Regions from separate parts of the Danio rerio genome. Here region 1 is linked to region 2. The links are chromatin contacts, called in public HiChIP or PLAC-seq maps. All regions are on one chromosome and are shown on one strand. Each heading gives the region's core, a stretch centred on a gene start, on an enhancer-like site or on the middle of the called end of the contact. The rest is flanking DNA. Distances are from core to core; before and after follow the strand shown. Region 1 holds the start of tfpt (TCF3 (E2A) fusion partner). Region 2 holds the start of yrdc (yrdC N(6)-threonylcarbamoyltransferase domain containing).

Evidence for each region. HiChIP or PLAC-seq counts read pairs in DNA pulled down with a chosen protein or histone mark.
Region 1: an H3K4me3 HiChIP or PLAC-seq map of embryo shows a contact between it and region 2, with 7 times the contacts expected there. The contact joins the promoter of tfpt here to the promoter of yrdc in region 2. A contact is called at or near these places in 1 of 18 Hi-C or Micro-C datasets (an unstated tissue) and 1 of 4 datasets of contacts at active chromatin or transcription factors (embryo).

What each region holds. Positions count from the first base shown.
Region 1 is chr16:4,747,141-4,751,933 of GRCz12tu, forward strand. tfpt (TCF3 (E2A) fusion partner) reads left to right here and starts at 3,371. Exons shown (of 6, transcript NM_001160707.1): 1 at 3,371-3,637. It overlaps ppp1r8b (protein phosphatase 1, regulatory subunit 8b), which reads right to left and starts at 3,298. Exons shown (of 8, transcript NM_201200.1): 1 at 3,183-3,298; 2 at 2,845-2,905. The coding sequence starts at 3,232.
Region 2 is chr16:4,399,180-4,403,917 of GRCz12tu, forward strand. It overlaps yrdc (yrdC N(6)-threonylcarbamoyltransferase domain containing), which reads left to right and starts at 2,020. Exons shown (of 6, transcript NM_001083867.2): 1 at 2,020-2,235; 2 at 4,553-4,738. The coding sequence starts at 2,160.

The sequences.
Region 1 (4,793 bases), core at 2,121-4,620, 350 kb after region 2:
TGTCTAGTTCAGTCCTAGCAGGCTGCCATGTACTGTTTGTGTTCGGTTCACTGACTCACGCATGCAGAGTATTATCGGTTCACCGGTTCTCAAATCAGTTATCTGTGTTTTCTGTTCTAATAATTGAATAACTCAGTATCTATTGGTTTATTTCGAGTCAGAGTGCGGTATTTGGCATGTAAAAATGAAGTATTTTGTGGATAAGTGCTAAACGTTACTGGAGACGCGAATCGCTTCAAATGATTTGGTTAAAATTGGTGAGTTAGTTCAACCGGTTCACTTAGAAGATCCGGTTAAAAAGAAAGATTTGTGGTCACGGTCACTAATAAAGAAATAAAACCCATTATTGGGCACAAATGTGTTAAATTAACAATTTTAAGTGTCTGCTTGGGTCGTATTTAATGTTTTCACTGTGCTGCTGTCATGCCCAGTCACTGTCTGTCGCGGGAGCAACAGCGAGGCTCACTGGAGGAGAACCGCTTGATCTGGCCAATAGCATCAGGATTATAGACTCTCAGGTGCCGCACGAGTCAAACACCTGGGCCTCATGTATCAACTCTGCGTATGCACAAAAAACTTTGCGTACACCAGGTACGCTCAGACACGCTCACGTTTGGATTTACTAACGATGAAATGAACATGGGAATGTGTGCAGCTCCACGCCAGCTTCATCCCTGGCGTACGCACATTTTTTTGTGCGTGCCTGTTTTATTTCCATTGGCGACTCCTAGAGGCAGTTGTGTTAAATTGCACTCTACAAAGTGTCTTCTTAGCTGTATGAGACGGGTTCATCCGCATGTCTAGTATATAAGGTTTCTGTACCATACAGTTGACCATCCAAAACATTAAAGTGCAATTTGCAGCGGTCGCCGGTTTTCCCAATGTAATCGGAGCGATCTACTGCACACACATTTCTATAAAGGCACCATCTGAGGATGAATTTGCATGCGTGAATCAGAAACAATTCCATTCAATAAATGTGCAAATAATATAAGATGCACAGACTTATTAATGATTCCTACTTGTCTTCCTTGTGAGGAAGAGTATATAGGCAAAATGTGATAAGTAGTGGGGGGAAAAAGAATGAGTTCATCAGACGCTGGATTCGAACCGAGTTCATGCTTGAACGTGTCAAAACAGGTTGCCATGCATTTAACGAGCTGCGCCACTCAGGCTGTTAAAGACACTTCAAAATTTTACACGTATAGATCTCAGTATTTCTTTTTTAATCCACTCAGTGCGATGTTCAGACCCAACTGTGTTAACCGCATCAGCTAAACTCTCTCACTCTATTTGTTTCTTTTGTTATTAATTCCGGAGGACAAACTTGCAAATAACACCGTTTTTCTCCGGTCTACCTCCGAAAGCAGCCCCTCCAATCACATTCTGTTCAAAGTTTCTCTTTTCGCTTGCTTTTGCCGTTGCTTTTTCGTTGGGTTTTGCCAAAATAGAGTCATTAGCATATTCATACGGGGGAGGAGGCAGGGAGGGGTTTTGCGCTCGTGCATGTTGCGCTCAGTTTCACGTTCATTCAGATGTACAAACAGAATATGCGTGGGATTCGGCGTAAGCAGTGTTTCATACATCTGAATTTTTTTCTGCGTACGCACATTTACAGCTTTGTGCGTACGCAATGTTTTAGTATGATTTCCACCCAAGTCTTCGTACATGAGGCCCCTGCAGCATGGAGTAAATATATTCCAAAAGGATTACAGTCTGTATGAAATACATTTACAAAGACAAAAACGAAGGAGGTTTTAGTTATTATTTTAGTTACTATTAATTAGTTTTGTATGTACACAATACACTTTCAGTTCTAGTTTTTTTTTTAATAACTCTCGTTTTTTTTCAGTTAACTAAAATAATTTTTCAATTGTAGTTTTTGTTTTTTGTTCATCTTCGTTAACTATAATAACTTTGATAGGCTGATGGCTGTTTATTTGCATGTTGTTGCTTTTTTGTGTAACTATTAGCTACTATTTTTATCTTCTGTGGGTTATGGATAAAAGACAGTCATTCTAATAGTTTAATCAAATTAATTTCGACTTTTGGAAATCACCAAGTGACCCCCTTGTATTATCATGTCACCCCCACTTTGGAAACCACTGATCTAAATGAATTACCTTCCAAATGGATTCAATTTCATATGGTGAAATCGTATTCGTATCGCAATATAAATCACAGAGAGAAAAAAAATATCACAGTGTCAGATTTTTCCAATATCACGCAGTTCTAGTATAGAGGATAAAAATGTAAAGCTTAATACATCTTTATTTTTTATGAAACTGTCTGAATATCCGAACATAAAACCCACTTTGCCTCTATATCCTTGATAAATAAGTCAACAACATTGTTCCCAGTCAATTAAACAGCACTAATGTTGTTTTGAAGTCATACTTGCACGTGATTTAAAAATACCATGGAAAACAATATAGTAAGATAGAGGTAAAGTTGGTTTTATATTGGGATATTCAGACATTCTCCTTAATAATAAAATGTAAGTAAAGTATTCTTTGCTAATTCTGAATAGAAAAATCATATTAGCAGCAAATGACTATCAAAGTACAGCATTGTTCACAGTGAATTAGATAGTGTTAATGTTGTTTAGAAGTCAGACTAGTATGCTAATTCCGATTGAATGTTCAAAGTAACATGATAAACAATATAGAGACTGCTCAATGAACGAATATAAAACCAACTTTACCCCTATTTTTGAAAAGCAATACAAGACAGATATGTTGATTTGCTTACATTTACTGTTTCACCTTATCTATATAAATACATTTATTACCTCAGACTTTTGACCAGTAACGTTAGTACATTGTATAAATATTAATGCAATACCTCAACAAGTTTATCTCCTTTCACCACGTCCAAATGCAGCCCTGCTGGAGGCTTTCCTGCCCTGAAACAAAATCAAGCCATGACCTCACGTCCAAACAACCCAAACATAATGAAATATGATCATGAATAACGCATTCGACATCCGACTGTTCTCCTTTTAAAAGCAAAACCTCTTTAGTGCACAATGAATGATGTTAAACAAGTTTGAGCTCCAGCAGTTTGGCGGCAGAGCTCTGCTAAAGAGCATTCATGCTAACAGCTCGACTGTTGTTCCTACGCTGGATAAGACCCAAACTTCACCCGAGCACTAACATTAGCATGTATTGTAGTGTTTTTACCATGAAGGACAGTCAAAATATGGATTCTTCTCTGCAGTATTTGTTGCCATTGTCACACATTCTTCTTTACAGCTACACACACGCCGAGCACTCTGGGAAAAAATAAGTGAACGGACGAGGGAACGTCTTCCGGTTCATGAATATTAAACGCGACGTCTCTTCAGATACTATTGACACTCACAGTCCTTGGTTCCTCCAGGCTGTTAGGTGGCGGTAATGAGTTTTCAACCGCCATTAAACCTGACTGCTGAAGAAGAAGGAGTCTGAAAAGATCGAGCTGTTTGAATTGCTTGAAATTAAAACGTAAAGTTTTTATTTATATGTCTACAATATACATGTAAATGCTATATCTGGGATCATTTGTTTAATAGTATATAAACGAAACTGCCGAGTAGTAGCAACGATATATTCGCTAAACCGCCATCATGAGTGATTGTTTACATCTCTGAATCAAGGTGAGTAACGATGACATAAAATTATAGAGGTAAAGTTGGTTTATATTCTTACATCCGGACTTTATCTTTAATAATACAGTTTATAAATAATATTTGCTAATTCTAAACAGAGTATGAAATTAAAACATTGTGCTAATTGTGTCAATAACATAAGTTAGTGCTAATGTTGATTTCAGACCCAATAAAATAGCGTGGTAAACAATATAGGGATGTTAAAATTGATGAATGTGCAAATAAAAAGCCAACTTTATCCCAATTTCTTGGAGTATGGGTGGAAATGATGCACACATAAAGAAGCTAACAGACAAATGGCATGGGTTTATTTGAAAGCAAAAATACAACAGAAAATAGTATACTGCACAATATGGAGGACGAAACCTGCAAAAACAATAAATAAATGAACACACAAATAAGTAAACAAATAAATTAATAAACCCACAAGTTCCTGCCTAAAACAATGATTAAATACCCTAAATAAATAGACAAATCCACAAATTCCTGCATAAACAAAAACAATGAATTAACAAATAAATATATGCACAAACATATAAATATATGTAAAAATTCTTGCATAAATAAATATGTAAGTTATTAATAATGCAGGTAGATAAATCAACTTTCAGTTTAGCATTTACTTATTCCCCAAACATTTATTTCATTATTTATCTGCCCGCACTATTCGTTTTTTATATATTCATGCAGGAATTTGTAGATATTTCTTTATTTGCATATTTATTTATTGTTTTATTTATGCAGGAGCTTTGTGGATTTATTCATTCATTTATTTGTGTATTTATTTTTTTATTTATGCAGGAATTTGTGGATTTATTTATTCATTCATTTATTTGTGTATTTATGTATTTATTGTTTTATTTATGTAGGAGTTTGTGAGTTTGTGGATTTATTCATTTCATTTATTTGTGTATTTATTTATTGTTTTATTTATGCAGAAATTTGTGGATTTATTTATTCATTCACTAATTTGTGTATTTATTGATTTATTGTTATTTATGCAGGGATTTGTGTATTTATTTATTTATTTATTAATTTATTTATTTATTTGTGGATTTATTTATTGTTTTATTTATGCAGAAATTTGTGGATTTATTTATTCATTCATTTACTTATTTGCGTATTTATTTTTATTGTTTAATTT
Region 2 (4,738 bases), core at 770-3,269:
GCTGAATTGTCCTCATCATTACATCAGTGTCAAATGATCCTTCGGTAATCTTTATAATATGATGATTTGCTGTTCTATTATGATCAGTTATAATTAGTGCAACATCATTAACTATTTCCTACAACTATCTGCTGAATTTTTGTCTTCCAGCATAGTATCATGGAAACTGTGATACATTTGCTTTTAGAATTATTTGATCATTCATTCATTCATTTTCTTTTCTGCTTAGTCCCTTAATAATCTGATAGAGGAAAAGTTGGTTTTATATTGGGATATTCAGATATTCTCTTTAATAATATAATTTCAAAAAAGTATTTGCAAATTCTAAATTGGGAAATCATATTAGCAGCAAATGACGATCAAAGTACAACAGTGTTCACAGTGAATTAGATAGTGTTAATGTTGTTTAGAAGTCATACCTGCATGCTAATTCCGATCGAATATTCAAAGTAGCATGATAAACAAACAATATAGAGACTGCTAAATGAACAAATGTGCGAATATAAAACCAACTTTACCCCTATATTAATCTGGGGTCGCCACAGCAGAATAAAACCGCCTATTTGATAATAAGCCAGTTCAAAATAATAGCTTTTATTTGCAATCTTTTTCACATTATAAATGTATTGCAATGTGTTTTAAATGTTCCTTATTTCTAATGGAAAAAAAGACAGCAAATCACATTTTAAATTAGTTAAAATTGTAAAAAGTATTTCACAATTTAATTATTTTTGCTGCAGATTTTTCATCAAATGAATGCAGTCTTGGTGAGCAGAATTGGCTTTACTGTTTCCAAACTTTCAAGTGTGTATGTAAAATCTCACATCCTTTTTTTAATGAAAGACCACACAATGAATGCAAGCAAATACTGAATTTAAGATTAAAGTTTAAAAATTGTGCTCAAATGTACATATTAAGTAACATGTACAATATATATCCACAGAGACGAATTAACCAATTGGCATTATGGGCACAGGGGACCGTGCACACTTGGAGTCCCTACGCAGATTTATAGATATTAGGCAAGGCAAGTTTATTTATATAGCACATTTCATACACAGTGGCAATTCAAAGTGTTTTACATAAACAAGAATAAAAAAGACAAGTTTAAGAACATAAAAAACAGACAATAAAAATGATTAAAAACAGATTAAAATGAGTTAAAACAGGCTATAAAAGAATGAAAAAGAAAAACATACTAATGCAATCTGTCCGACCTATAGTGCAATATTATTTTTATAGATTTTATCCATGTGAATTGAATCTGAACTGAAAGTTTCTTCCTCCATACAGCATAGTCAGAAGAGGAAAACAATCAAGGGGACTCTGGAATATATGAAATCAAGATATAATATGCGCATTTTCACAAATGCTGCTTCTTAAAGAAGACACGTATGTTCAGCATTTATCATTTTTACAAAGTAAAAATGGATATCAGGCCATCTTTCAGATTGTAAATTGTGTCAGTAAGGTTTATTGGTGAAGATAGATGGCAGTAGTGCATCTAGAACTCTGCGTAAAACAAGAAGTAGATTTAGAAGAAGAAGAGGAGGAGCTGTCAGATAGGAGCGTTCGATTCCTGTTTTTAAGGAGTCGACTCTGATTCACTACTGTTACCGTTGGAAGTGATTCTTCCACATTATTTGCACCAAAACACAGGATCTGGAAAATAGGTGATGTCTCTAAACATATACTGTAATATGATAAAACAGTGTTAAAGATGAAAAATAACATAAAAAGACATAATAACAAACATAACCTATCTACATGTATTGATGTTCATATGAACATATCTAGTCTAATGAAAAATAAAGCGCTAATACATTTACATTAATATCAACCTTTATAGTTTTACTTGCAGGTAAAAAGTTATGTATGATAAAAAAGTCTAAAATATGCATCCTGAAAGAGAAAAGTGTGAGACATAGGGAAAGAGTCGATTCCTGTACCGGAATCGACTCTGATTCTAGAACTATTAGAATCGACTCTTTGGAATCGACTCCCATTTCTGCCAAACGTGGCTTCCGGCAGCTGTCTGAAAGCATGTTGTGTACCGCTCTTGAGCCGAGCTGTTTATGTTTTTCAGGTGTTTTCGTGCTGCCAGCCTTCGTTTAGGAGTTTGTTCGAGCACCAGATACAAGTCGTTTAAACGCGATATAATGTGTAAAGAGCTGAAGACGAGAGTCCTGCGGATTTCATCTAATTTCTCTGATGACCTGACGTTACATCAGCCGGGTAAGACACATCCAGTGATGCTTGTTAAATAAGACTTACAACATGAAGATAAAGTTTTACATATAAGACTTTCCCCTGGCTTTTTTTTCGAAAACTTAACGACGTCTTAAGAAATCTACTGAAAAACCATGTCACGTAAATACGCGCCAGACCAGTATGTGGCGCTGTGTGCTCATTAAAAAAGATGCGTTAGAAAAATGTCGATATTAATGTGTTTTATTAACGTTTTTAATGTAACTATAGAAATTACGAGAAGTACAGTACGTTGCAAAAGATGAAAATTGAATTGTATTGAGGTAAAGGTGGTTTATATTCGCACATTTGTTCATTTTTGAACAGTGAACACCCGTTACACCGTATTGTTTACCATGGTACTTTGAGCATTTGGTCAGAAATCACATTGAGGTAAAGTTGCTTTTATTATTATTCATTATTTTTCTGACTTTATCCTAAATAATATAATTTAAAAAAATAATTATTTGCAAATTTAAAATAGGGGAATCATATTAGCAGCCGATGACTAAAAAAAAAGTACACTGTAAATTAACGTTAAGTCAATTAAATAGTGGTAATGTTGTTTTGCGAATTTCAGAGCCAATAGTCAAATTAGCAAGATAAACAATATTGAAAATGTTAAAAGTAATGAATGTTCAAATATTAAACCAACTTTGCCTCAATAGAAATCAACTGTAAATTTGACTTTAATAGACATACAACGTTAGGAGTAAAGTTGGTTTTACATTCGCACATTCGTTCATTGAGCAGTCTCTATATTGTTTGTTTATCATGTTATTTTGAATATTCTAACGGAATTAGCATGCAAGTATGACTTCTAAACAACATTAACTCTATGTATTACACTATGTTGTAGTTTGATAGTCATTTGCTGCTAATATGATTTTTCTATTTAGAATTCGCACAGAAGACTTTTCTGAAATTATATTTTTAAGGAGAATGTCTGAATACCCCTATATAAAACCAACTTTACCAATATAATAGATGTTGGCTGCCATAGAGGTAAAGTTGGTTTTTAATTCGGATATTTTAACTGAAATTAAACACACATTGCCTAAAATGCGCTTTGCAACAGGGTTGTTTGTTTGAATATTTTATTATATATTATGGTTTCCGCTACATGCATTCTTTCATGGCGAGGCGCCACACCAAAATGCATCCCTCCACAGCTACATTACAGCTTCCCATTCAAAACATTCAGTCATTGTTGTTGTTGCTGTTATTAGCGGATTATAATCGCACCAAAACTTATTAAAAGGTAAGTGAATTATAACAACGCAAACTTTTCTGTAACTGCAGTAGTGATGTGCGCTATTTGTTAAACCCCTTGAGGTTGACTGACTGACTGGTGCGTGATGCTTGAGGCCCGCACAGTTTCCATAATTATACTTTATTTATATATAAAGGTCTATGGCTCTGCATATAATCACTCTTTTATTGCCGTTTCACTTTACTTCAGGACGCATTAATGCCGCTCTGTAGGTCTATTGGAGACATTCATAAATATTCCTAGCAAATCTAATAAATGTTGGAGACATGCTTGTTACATAAACGCACTAAAATCGCACTTCATCAGCGTTTATTTGAGAGCGCACAAGAAGATCTGCGCTTGAGCAGCGAATATTTGAGGGGTGTGCAAGAGGTTTTATGCACAAGCAGAGGAAATCGGCGTGCAAGCAAAAAGTATTGCACGTAAATACGATCTCGACTTGTAATATTGCGCTAACCACATTTCTCCATTTGTCATTGAAATAACGGCATAGGTAATTAAAGTAATCAACCTGGAAAAATTAGATTGATTATTGTTTCTGAATGTCGATTTCGATTAATTGCCCAGCCCTAGTTGGGAAGATCAAGTCTTTTTTTATGCAGTGCATTTGCATAAATTATAAGAAATTACAAGCATATATAAATACGACAGAGCAAAGATAAAAGTGAAATAAACCTTCTCAAACGATCCGGGAAACGGGCCTGGGCACGGTACGGATGGCATAGTGTGAGTAGGCCCTTACTTTATGATTTTCTGAAGAGTCTGACAGTATCCAGGAACAGAAATCGAAAAAAGCTTAACATGATAATCATTGTCTAGATTATTTAATAACATCTTGTATATATTTATTAATCTTTTAATCTTTAATAGACAATCTAATTCTACGATTTGACTTCTGCGAATTCACATTGTAATATCGATGCGCAAATGATATATTGTGCAGCCCTATTAATAAGTAACTAATTTGCCACATTTCAGCCTCAAGGCGTGAAAAGGCCCGTAGTTTCACAGCTGTGCTTGCTGTGTTCACAGAGTGGACGGAGATCCTGAGCTGTACAGTGAATGCTCTGAAGGCGGGTCAGGTGGTGGCAGTGCCCACCGACACCATCTACGGCCTGGCCTGTGTGGCGCAAAACTCTGAGGCCATTAGAAGAGTCTACGACATCAAGGGCAGGAATGGAGACAAACCCCTGGCCATCTGTGTCGGAGAAATCCACG